Regions from separate parts of the Zea mays genome. Here region 2 is linked to region 1. Evidence: chromatin contacts called from public Hi-C data. All regions are on one chromosome and are shown on one strand. The core of a region is the stretch at or near the end of the contact, and the rest is flanking DNA. Distances in the headings are between cores, read along the strand shown. Region 1 holds the start of LOC100282604. Region 2 holds the start of LOC100136880 (respiratory burst oxidase-like protein D).

What was found. Hi-C and Micro-C count contacts between places; a contact is called where the count stands out from the background.
Region 2: a contact with region 1 is called in a Hi-C map of ear, with 2.3 times the contacts expected there. The contact joins the promoter of LOC100136880 here to the promoter of LOC100282604 in region 1. A contact is called at or near these places in 4 of 25 Hi-C or Micro-C datasets (ear, leaf, root tip and 1 more).

What each region holds. Positions count from the first base shown.
Region 1 is chr4:197,694,966-197,700,907 of Zm-B73-REFERENCE-NAM-5.0, reverse strand. It overlaps LOC100282604, which reads left to right and starts at 1,736. Exons shown (of 3, transcript NM_001155512.2): 1 at 1,736-2,145; 2 at 2,258-2,451; 3 at 2,999-3,735. The coding sequence starts at 1,852. The coding sequence ends at 3,404.
Region 2 is chr4:197,887,893-197,893,489 of Zm-B73-REFERENCE-NAM-5.0, reverse strand. It overlaps LOC100136880 (respiratory burst oxidase-like protein D), which reads right to left and starts at 4,063. Exons shown (of 8, transcript NM_001164287.1): 1 at 3,357-4,063; 2 at 3,057-3,213; 3 at 2,918-2,966; 4 at 1,653-2,800; 5 at 1,376-1,478; 6 at 1,215-1,297; 7 at 191-708. The coding sequence starts at 3,987.

The sequences.
Region 1 (5,942 bases), core at 487-2,986:
GCAGCCGAGCAAAGAGAACTCTGATCAAATCATCAGCTACTCCCTCCGTCTCAAAATATAATTTGTTTTAGGCTAAAGATATGCATTCATTAACCAACATACAAACGTAGCTTGTATGTATGTCTACATTCATTATCAGTTATTTGAATGTGGACAAAAAAAGAGAGGTAGAAAGAACTATATTCTTTACGAAGGGAGTATTTGTAGCCGATGGGAGTACCTCGACTATTCGGCTCTAGTACTCACATTGAGGGCTTGTTTGGAAGCAATATGATCGGAGGGGATTGAGTGACCTAAAATAGTCGAGGTATTTGTTTGTATCTAACATGAGTCCCGAAGATTGTGCACGGGTGGTTTGTATGTGGTATCAACATATTTGGTATCAAATCCTCCTCGGGTTCTATGTAATTTCTACTTTGGACAAGTGCTCCTTCCTCGATAGTTGCAACTCTATTTTTTTGCATTTGAAGTTCTTCCTTATTTACATGTATATGATTTTAAGTGAATAATCAATATAATGATCTAAGCGAAGGCGAGCGCTTATATTTGGACTTCTAAGCTTATCCATATGAATTTTTGAAAGGAGGATTAAGAAGCTGGATTTCTAAGCGAAGGAGAGCACTTATATTTAGACTTAATTTGAAAAAGGGGGAAAATCTCTTCATCAAAGATAACATCACGAGATATATCAACATGTCTAGTATGACACTCGTAACCTTTATGAAGACCACCATAACATAAGAAAACACATTGCTTTGATCTAAATTTAAGTTCCTGAGCATTATAAGGGCGAAGATTGGGCCAACATGTACACCTAAATTAAGGTGCACAATGAGGAGTAATCTAGTTTTCGCCTATATAGATGCTTTAAGGGAGTAGAATTTTAGATTAGTTTATTAGAAATGATATTAATCGAATATGGAGCAGCAAGAAAGGCTTCATCGTCCTAATTGCCTAGACTCAAGCGGCACGGATATATGCATGAGAGGGAAGGGCCAAACCAACTTCAACTATGAAACAATGTATGTGACCGACAACACCGATTATTGATGTGCATGAGAACAATGACATAGATGCCAAACTTAGTAAGGAATGAGTTAAGCTTTTGACATCCGCTTCCGCCTCATTATACGACAAGTCTTATAATTAAACTGTCACTACATGACAGAGTTCAAAACTCATAAAGTTTCTATAAAAAGTTATAATTTAAACTTAATAAGCTACATCCAAGTGAATTTACTATAATCAGCGATAAACTTTACATAATAATATTTTTTGACCTGGATTGCTCCATGATGGGACGGCATGGCGTCGCAAGTTGTGATTCGTCCAGCAATCAGGCCGTCCTCCCCTGCACTTGATTTCGCTTCCACTGGGCCAACCTGACCTGACGCGGGCAAAAGACAAGATCGCGCCTCGCGGGCTCGTCGGCATCCATGTGACGGTGCACGATGCACCGCAGCTAATAATCTAGCTGTGCCATCGATCGATCACACTCACCAGCTCTGCAACACCATCAGCACGCACTGTAGCTAGTTAGTGCCCTTCAATACACTGTAACTAACCCCTATGCTTAAATTAATAGCTTTAGCTAGTTAGTCTATTTATTTGGCTTTAATTCGTACCGGTTTCTATTAGTTCTACCGTGTTTTTATCTCTATAAATTATAATTACAGTAATCCGGACAGTTCCAGTTATCCACGCTCTAGCCTGCCAGCTCTCCTTCGTCCTTCCCTATAAATAAAGTACTCAAGCAATCCTCGAGCCTCAGGCCCAAGCAAAGCATCCAGCGGAGCCACACCACACCACCCTTGGTCCGGCACTAGCACTAGCTATCCAGTGGAGACGAAGATGGCGACGGCGCGGTGGCTGCAGGTTGCCGCCATGGCGGTGGCGCTGCTGGCGGAGTGGGCGACGGCGGCGGCGCCTCGGAAGCCCGTGGACGTGCCGTTCCAGAAGAACTACGTGCCGACGTGGGCGCAGGACCACATCCACTACATCGACGGCGGGCGGGAGGTGCAGCTGTACCTGGACAAGTCCACCGGCACGGGCTTCCAGACGCGGGGCTCCTACCTCTTCGGCCACTTCAGCATGCACATGAAGCTCGTCGGCGGCGACTCCGCGGGCACCGTCACGGCCTTCTACGTACGTTACATACGAGCTCCTCTCCTGCCTCCTATCTCTACCACCTCGCTCTTGCCGGCTTGTATGTAACAACGTATCTGACTGGTGGCCGGCCGGCTCGCTCTATCTGCAGCTGTCGTCGCAGAACTCGGAGCACGACGAGATCGACTTCGAGTTCCTGGGCAACCGGACGGGGCAGCCCTACATCCTGCAGACCAACGTGTTCACCGGCGGCAAGGGCGACCGCGAGCAGCGGATCTACCTCTGGTTCGACCCCACCAAGGAGTACCACTCCTACTCCGTCCTCTGGAACCTCTACATGATCGCGTAAGCACCCGCATCATATATCCATCGCATTGCTTTTGCGTCCGTCACACACACATCATCACTCTGCATCTGCAATGCAATGCAATCCCCCCGCTGCTCCGTCCTCTGGAACCTCACATGAACCAGGTAGGATTCCCTAAAATTTACCGCGGTAAAAGCTCACTGCTCTGCTCACCGGCGCCGGGGAGGGTACAACGGCAGCGGCACTACAGTCCAGTACTGAAAAAGTGGGACGATGGTTTGAATGAATCCATGCATGCAGTCGTAAAGGCAGACAGCGCGTGCCTCCATGTCCATGTGCAGCAGAGCCAGCCTATGCCCTGCCGCCTGCCCCTGCACAGTACACTACGTACACGCTTGTCTGAACCCTGCACACCACCACCATGGCCGGCCACGGGAGGGCCCGCCCAATAATCTCTTCCTCCTCGTACACCGTGCAGCACCATCGCGCGCGTATCCTACACTACACTTTAATTCCGGCCTCCACTCCAGCCCACGGCAACGGCACTAACTAATCTGAGGATCTATCTCCCCGCCGCTCCGCCAGGTTCTTCGTGGACGACGTGCCGATCCGGGTGTTCAAGAACACGAGCGCCGACCTGGGCGTGCGGTACCCGTTCAGCCAGCCGATGAAGCTCTACTCCAGCCTGTGGAACGCCGACGACTGGGCGACCCGCGGCGGGCGCGAGAAGACGGACTGGTCCAACGCGCCCTTCGTCGCCTCCTACCGCGGCTTCCACGTCGACGGCTGCGAGGCCTCCGCGGAGGCGCGCTTCTGCGCCACCCAGGGCGCGCGCTGGTGGGACCAGCCGGAGTTCAGGGACCTCGACGCCGCGCAGTACCGCCGCCTGGCCGAGGTCAGGCGCCGCTACACCATCTACAACTACTGCACCGATCGCGACCGCTACGGCGCCGCCGTGCCGCCCGAGTGCGCCCGCGACCGCGACGTCTGATGATGATGCGTTGGGCCGGCAAGCTGCTTGATCGAGAGCAGCCTGTAATGTATGTATGGTATGGTATTGTTGTGTGTCAGGTTCGTCGTCGTGGGTCTGCAGAGACACAGAGAGAGTCCGATCCGGCGCGTACGTGTGCCCGCGTGGGCACATGCATACGTACATGCTTGTGTTGTACTGTACGCTCGTATCTCCTCACACCGAAATGAATTGCGATTAAGTATCGAAATTTCGGCAGCTTATCCATCATGTAATGAGTTCCTCTGCAGTACTTAAAACTCTCATCGTCTCTTGTCTGTATATCTATACAACTTCTTGCTCGAAGTAGTCCAATATTTCCGTGTGCATTAGATTAGCATCTAGTGGTATGAGAGTTTTACGTTCATAGAAGGTTACTGCAGACGCGAACTGCTTGTCTACTTCCACCCATCCTATCTCTCGTGTCATCTCTTTTACTTTTTAAACAGTGTACTCCACAATCTTATTATGCTATATAAATATTAAAAAAAGAAATCTAGGTACAATTTGATGCACATATAAAACTAATCAAAACTGAACCGATAGTGATGTTTCATAGAAAATTACCACCAACGGCAGCGCTTGCCTACTCTATAGTAGGGGTCATAACTGTAGGAGATAGATAGATATCCCATGGGTAATCGTCACATGGACATGTTCCATAGGCCGCTTAATTAAACATACCCTCGATAAGTTGTTCACCAAGTTGTGTTATTGGGCCGAAGTTCAGGAGAAGCAGGTACTATCGGGAGGATGACACGCTCCGCCAGAAGTAACACGCCCCGCATGCAACCGGATAGCGGATCATTCAACGTCAAACTCGAAGGGAAGCAACCATGCACCGGAAAAGAGTCGGCACGCAAGAATAGCGAAAGTAGATAGGCCCAGATAAATTTTCACGATATGTAAATAGATATCTCCCCTGCCGGCTATATAAGGCCGCGGAGGTACCCTACAAAAATATCCCCCTCTCTCTCACCATCGCGCCCACTAGTAGACCAATAGGAGTTTTCATCCACCACCATCCACGACTCGCCTGTAATCTGTGAACTCCAAGCAAACTCAATACTCAGCACCACATATGATGTATGGTATTACGCATTCAGCCGACCTGAACCTATATAATTCCCTTGTATTTCGACGTGCTCCTGCACGTACCATCAAGTTGCGATTATCATCGCCGTCCTACCAAAAACATTGCGTGGGTTACCCTGTAGCGTGCAGTCTGGACTAAAAATCAATAATAGCGAACTCTAAATTTTACACTATGAAATTTAATGATTAGATCAAATTAGGATCGAGCTCATTTCTATTCACTTTTGAACTAAAGTTAGTTAGAGGCTCAAACGAATTGTGAATAAATATTTGGATCGTGATCCATACCACCTCTACTCTATATAGTAACCTAGACTCCGGAACAGAGCTGCTCCACCCTGAAGTTTTAGAGCAGAGCTGCTCTAGAATGGAACATAGCCATGACAAACACCCCCTTAAAAACTTAAATAAAGTTACTTAACTGTTGTTGCATCTCTTCTTGTGACAATATAAATGTCAGTGTTTAGGAAACCGGGGGTCCTAACCAACTAGTAAATTTGTGTTGCATGCCCCTGCCCAGATGGGTGATGCAAGAAGACACACAAGATTTATCCTGGTTCGGGCAAGAGAAGACCCTACTTCTAGCGGGGGAGGAAAACTTGTATTATCTTGCACCTAAGTGCTCATAGTAGGGGTACAAGCGAGTCAAGAGGGAATGAGTCCTAAATCTCTGAGTATGATTGAGGTGAGTGCCAATATTGGGGTCATGTGAGTTGTGAGTCATGAAGTCGTGAGCCCCCCTCCCCCCATAGAAGGCCCCAGGCTCCTCCTTTTATAGTCGCAAGGAGGAGACCTAGGGGTACAAGGGTGTTTGCGTTGTTGTTGTGATCAGAGGAGACGTGCCCGAGACCTGTAGCAGCGTGGCCTGCGGGATGGATCTCGTCCTTGTGTCCGAGCCCTGTAGCGGCATGGCCGGTGAGATGGCCCTCGTCCTTGTGTCGTCTTTTGGTCATGAGAAGGATGCCCAATCCCTGTAGCTTGTTCTCTTGACGGGGTAGAGAGCCGAGGCCGGGCTCGGGAGCATGGGCATGTGCCTGAGCCCTAGCTCGTATAAGCGCGCAGAAGTATCGAGTTGGAGTAGTTGAAATAGTGCTTGGCATGGTCTTCTGCGAGATTCGTGGGAGAGTAGGTGGCATTTAATGCGTGTGTGCTGGGACAGTTGGCCGAGGCAGAGATTTCTCTCGAGGTCGAGGCCTTGATCGGACGTTACTGTCGGGGGCCTTCGTCTTCCGATGGTTCTCAAAAACATGGACTAGCCATTGACCATAAGTGGTGGGCATGTAGCCGATAGCTACATGCCCACCACCTATCATCCTATCCGGTTGTCTGTGCCAGCCGCTTGTCGCCTCTGTAGCACTGTATATTGTCGAAATGACTCCATATATCACTTGATTGCCCTACTGCAGTGGCGGTGTCATCGGCAAG
Region 2 (5,597 bases), core at 2,814-5,313, 190 kb before region 1:
TCACACCTGTCCACCACCGGCCTGTCATGCATATCGGGTTTGGTAGAAAGCTTCTTTCACCGCCGGGTCATGAGAGAAGCAAGTAGTAATGCATGCCACGTGTTCGACGAATGGACCGAAGTAGAATGGCGACCGGTCGAGGAATGCACAACAAAGAAGAAGAAGAAGAACAACAACAACAACAACTCACCGACGCGCTGGTTCTGGTGGTTGAGCGCGATGCGCTTGTAGACGTTGCGCCAGTTAGGCCTGGCGAAGTGGGTCTTGACGCGGGTGCCGGACACCACGTCGACGCCGTGCTTGGCGTGGTTGAGCGACTGGAGCATGGCGATGAGCGCGGACCGGGCGTCCCCTTCCTCGTACACGCTGGTGCAGTAGTTGTGCAGCTCGATGACGCCCTTCCTGTCCGTCTCCGCCACCTCGTCCATCACGCCGCGGAACCACTCGAAGGACCCCTGCTCCCGGGTCACCCAGTAGAAGTAGGCACGCCGGGTGCGGAACGAGGCCATCGACGACGACGACGCCGACGCGTCCGAGGCCTCCAGGTCGCCGCCGCCGTCCAGCTGCCTCATGTTGTTGATGATGTCCTTGATGATGGAGATCATGGGCGTGGCGCCGATGCCTAGCCCCACCAGCAGCACGATGTCGTACTGCTTGTAGTCCTGCGCCGGCGCGCCGTACGGCCCGTCGATCAGCACCTTGGGGAAGCTGCACACGACACACGACAGGTGGTTTAGTTATTTAGTCCGAACTAATAATAATGGTCAATAGCTTCCCCCGTACAGTCGCAGCCACTGTCTGTCCGTCGTCGTGCAGACATGCATGGCCGGCCGTGGCCCACGGATAAAAACCAGGACCAACAGTCGCAGCTCGTGTTCCGATCCGCCGCCGGGAATATCACCGGCCAGCGGTCACCGCCGTTGGTTGTGGTTGGTTCGCCGAGCTCATCATGCCCAACGGCCAAACTGAACGCAATAATAAGTCAGCTAGCCACCTACCGTGCCACTAAGTACTAGTAGTATTTGGTGGCAGAAATTCCGCACAGGGGTCAAGGTCAACAAATGCTACCACACGGAAGAAGAAGAAGAACCCCTGCCTGCCTGCATAGGCATCTTCTTGCTCCGACCTCCCACCCAACTACGACGCCACCGCCACGTTTTTGTCATGGAGACGTACGCCAGCGCATTCCATCGGTCAAGGGACAGATTTCTCACCTCGGGTTGGCCACGGCGCTGCCGTCGCGGTCGTACTCGGCGCGGAGCAGCCCGCTCTTGCCCTCCGTCGGCGGCCGGCACACCTGCGCATCGGTCACCAATAGATCAGCACGCGCGCGTTAATCTGCGAGCGAATCGGTCATCAGCGCGTGCGTACGTACCCTTGAGAAGACGTTCTTGAGCTCGCGGGTCCAGTCGCCCAGCGTCCTGATGTGGACGCTCACGTAGTCGTCCTGCGGGGCCGACGTGATGGAGAACGGGTGCCTGCAACCAACAAATTAGCTAGTCTACCTTAGCCATCCCATCGTTGATCCATCTATCCAGCGCCATTAGCGCAAGCATCTGTGCCTTGCTTCCTCCCAGCAAACTAGCTAGTCCTAGTCTAGCTAAAGCAGCAGCATGGACCTCAACAAATTAAGACGATGCTTGCTTAATTACCACTGGAACGGCGACACGGCGGCGCAGTTGACGAAGATGTACTGCCCGCTCTTGTAGCGGAAGCCCTGCGGCTTGGAGAAGTGGAGCGAGAGGACGTTGCCCGGGTACACGGCCACCTTGAGGATCCTGACGGGCCTGACGCTGGAGCGCAGCGCCCTGGTGAGGCGCTCGCACGCGTACAGCACCATGGGCACGGCCAGGTACATCCACGTCGACTTCTTGTACCACTTGTGCGTCAGGTACAGGTAGTGCCCGTGCACGATCAGCAGCGCGTACACCACCACGAAGCAGTGGTGCGAGTACCAGAACGCGTTGAACCCCGTCAGCCGCCGCAGCGGGCCAGGCAGCGCGATGCGGCCCCGCCGGAACCACGGCGTCGCCAGGGTGAACGCCACGGCCATGAGCACCAGCATCACCAGCCCCGTCCACCCCTCCGTGCCGCGCACGAACCACCAGTAGTTGGGCGGGCGGGGCACCCCGAAGTACTGCCCCAGCGGCGCGTACTCGGCGTCCGTGGCGTGGAGCAGCCGCGGGAAGTCGCACGTCAGGTGGGAGATGATGTGCAGCCCGGCCCCGACCGCGATGCCCACCGCCACCACCTTGTGGAAGTTGAGGTTGTCGTCGAAGGGCACCACGCGCCCCACGCCGGCGGTGCGGTTGCGGATCCAGGTGATGGTGTTCCGGCACACCGGGAGCAGGATCAGCGCCATGTTGAACTTGAGCGTCTCCGCGCCGCCCTTGGCCACGCACACGCAGTACCCCATCACCTGGAACACGTAGCGCTGCCGGTACTGGATGAACTTCCAGGCGAACAGCCCCGCGCAGATGCACAGCCACAGAAGCATCACCCACACGCGCCGCCAGTTGTCCTCCAGGAAGTACTGCGCGCGCCGGTACCACCGCCGGAGAGGGTTCGGCTCCGCCGTCGGACGGAGGCTCTGGCTCAGCATCTGGCTCAGGTTCCGGCTGTTGGTCGTGCCGATGCGCACCGACTGGCTCGGCGCCTGCAGGAGCAGCATCTCCAGGTTGTACAGCTCGATGTAGCCCAGGTTGCCCGGGTCCAGCTCCTCCATGATCAGCCGGGCGTACTCCTCCGCCTGATCCGTGATCTTCGAAAGCTTGTTCGCCGACGCGCTCAGCGTGATGATCTGCGGCCGGGAGAGGAAGAAGCATTTGGTTATTTGGATTTCTGTTCTAGCTTGGGGCCACGGCGACGGCGACGGCGACGGCTTAACCAACTGGAGAAAGGCTGTTGACGGAGTTACCTCTTTGACCTCCTCCTCGGTGATCCTTCCGTCGGCGTCCTTGTCCACCCTGCAGGGGCAAACCGATCGATGGTATTATTACTTGCTGTGTGTGGTGGAGAAAGGCTAGTAGCAGCAACATGCAGTGAATCAATCGTACATGTCGAAGAACGTCTGCAGCCGGCCGTCGAAGCTGGTGTCGGAGATTTGGTCCCAGAACTCGAGCAGCTCCGCCTTGCTGATGCTGTCGCCGGAGATGTTGCGGCGCCGCGACAGCGCGTCGAACAGCTCGCCGGCGAACTCCGGCTCCTTCATCCCTGTAGACAGACAGTGGTGTTCATATACCCATCATATATCGTAATCAACACGCGACAAAGACAAAAAGCCGATGGAAACGCTCGATCGAAAGATGCTCGCTCGACCAATTCTCCTGGCTCCGACCACTCAGGCACTCACTCACCGATGCACTGGCCGAACTTGGACCGGTGGAGGAGGCCGTTCTCGGCGAGCTTGTCGAAGCGCCTCTCGACGGCCTCCCATCCGGCGGCGCCCTCGGCCTTGCTGATGAACTTGAGCCCCTTGAGCGCGTGCGCGGCGGCGGACTTGGAGCGGTCGATCCGGGGCCCCGCGGCGCCGCGGCGGTTGATGGAGGCGATGCGGCGGAGCTCCTGCGACACCTGCTTGATCCGCGACGAGGCGTTCCGGATGACGGAGTGGCCGTAGGACGAGGAGCGCCGGCTCTCGAGCGTGCGCGCCAGCAGCGTCACGTCCGGGTCGTCGCCGCCCGCGCCGGCGCCGGCGCCGGCGCCGCCGCCGTGGGCGGGCTTGACGCTGTGCACCGCCACCGAGTCGTCGCGCACGTCGAGGGTGATCTCCACGTAGTCGTCGTCGTCGTTGTTGTTGTTGTTGTTGGCGGAGGCGCGCGGCGGCGGCGCGGACAGCGGCGCCGACACGGACTCCGCGAACCGCGCGCTCTTCCGGGCGCCCGACTTCTTGCTCAGCGGGCCGCTGTGCGGGATCACCCGCCCCTCGGCGGTGGCGGACGACGACATCTCGACGATGTCCCCGCCGCCCGGCCTGGGGTTATGCATGGCGACCGGCACACCGGCAGCTCTAGCTCTTTGCGTCAGCTGCTGATACGGAGGTTACGAAGGAACGAACGAAACGCTTGTGCGGAGGGGGGCCGGTGCAGCGTGGGAGGGAGTCAGGGAGGAGGAACGGGGAACGGGAGGCCCAGGGACGGACGTTGCGTTTGCGAGGAGGGGACGGAGGGGCGGTGAGCTTTATAGCCCGTATCGGGACTGGGTCAGGGCGCGCGTTACGTTTTACTAGTCGTCGTCGCTGGCGCTGGCGCCGCCGCCGCCGAGCAGTGTGGTGGGGACGGGACGGAATGGGGCGAGGTTGTTGTGGGAAACTGGGAACAGAGGTGTGGTGTGCTCTTGGTGACGGAGCACGGGAGAAAAATCGCGGGGTCAAGAGACGGCTGACGCGGAAAACATTGCGGCTGCTGCTTCCTCCAAAAGTCCAAATCCTCCTCGCCTCGTCTTCGCCCAACCCAATATCCCCCGTGGCCGGTTCGGGCGCTGGGGCCCCGCCGGCCGGCCTCCGTCTCGACAGGGTCCGCCGTTGTACGCACGCGGTGTGTCGTATGCGGCGCGGTGCGTATCTAGTAGTAACGTACGTGTCCGCGTCCGACGTGAGCGCGTGCCTGCTGGCTGGCTGGCTGCTGCTCACCTCTCCGCTGCCCTGTCTCTGCTGCGTATGGACACGGAACCAGACCTCCGACTTTTGTCTTGCCTCCGATGGATTAACGGCTCTGCCTGCATTTGGGCACGGAAAGGAAAATGCGATTTCCACGGAAAAAAAAACCCGGCCTTAATAGTGTCTACGTTCATACCCTGTAAACATTGACGTTGGTGACGGCTTAACCACATACGTTATACATAAGACCCTCCTCTCCTTGCAAAGTCCAACGATTACGATCATGTTTGTGTCCACACGTAATTTTCTCTTACAATATAATGTCTCATTTGTTGAGTATCAAAATTGTCCGGATTATTCGCCGTAGCGACACGGACCGTCCACACGTGTGCAGAATCAGTCGTTTGGTTGGTTTCCCTGGACCTGCAATTACATCCATCCATCCGTAAACCAGTGTTTGTTTGGTTAGTTGCGTTCCGAGAATCTGGTCAGATCGAAACTCAAAGCGCGCGAGCCAAGCCAGCGGGAAACATCCCCGTTTTTTGTTTACAATTTAGCCATTTTTTGTGTTTTTTTGCACAGATATGTCCTTTGCAGTTTCATTTTTAAAAATGGACTCCAACCTCGATGTCATCATCATTGGCGTCGAGCTAACGCAAAGCGGCGCAACTAACATTGGCGCCAAGCCGCCAAACATGCCTACGTGGCAGGCGGATGTGGCAGAGGTTTAGGGGTGAGCGTCGACCCCTGAACGACGTTGACACGTGTCAGGGGGTCGGCGGCAAGATCTATGGCGCCGACCCCCTTTAAACCGGCGTCCAGCAATTTTCTCAGTCTCTTCTTCCTCGTCATCTCCGCCCACGCCGCGCCTCCCCCGCCGCACCCGGTCGGCCCGGCCGCCTCTCCACCGCCTCCCCCTTCGCCGCCTCTCCCTCCGCCCCGCTCCCGGTCGGCCCGCGCCGCCCATTCGCCGGCCCACCGCCTCCGCACCCGGCCTGCC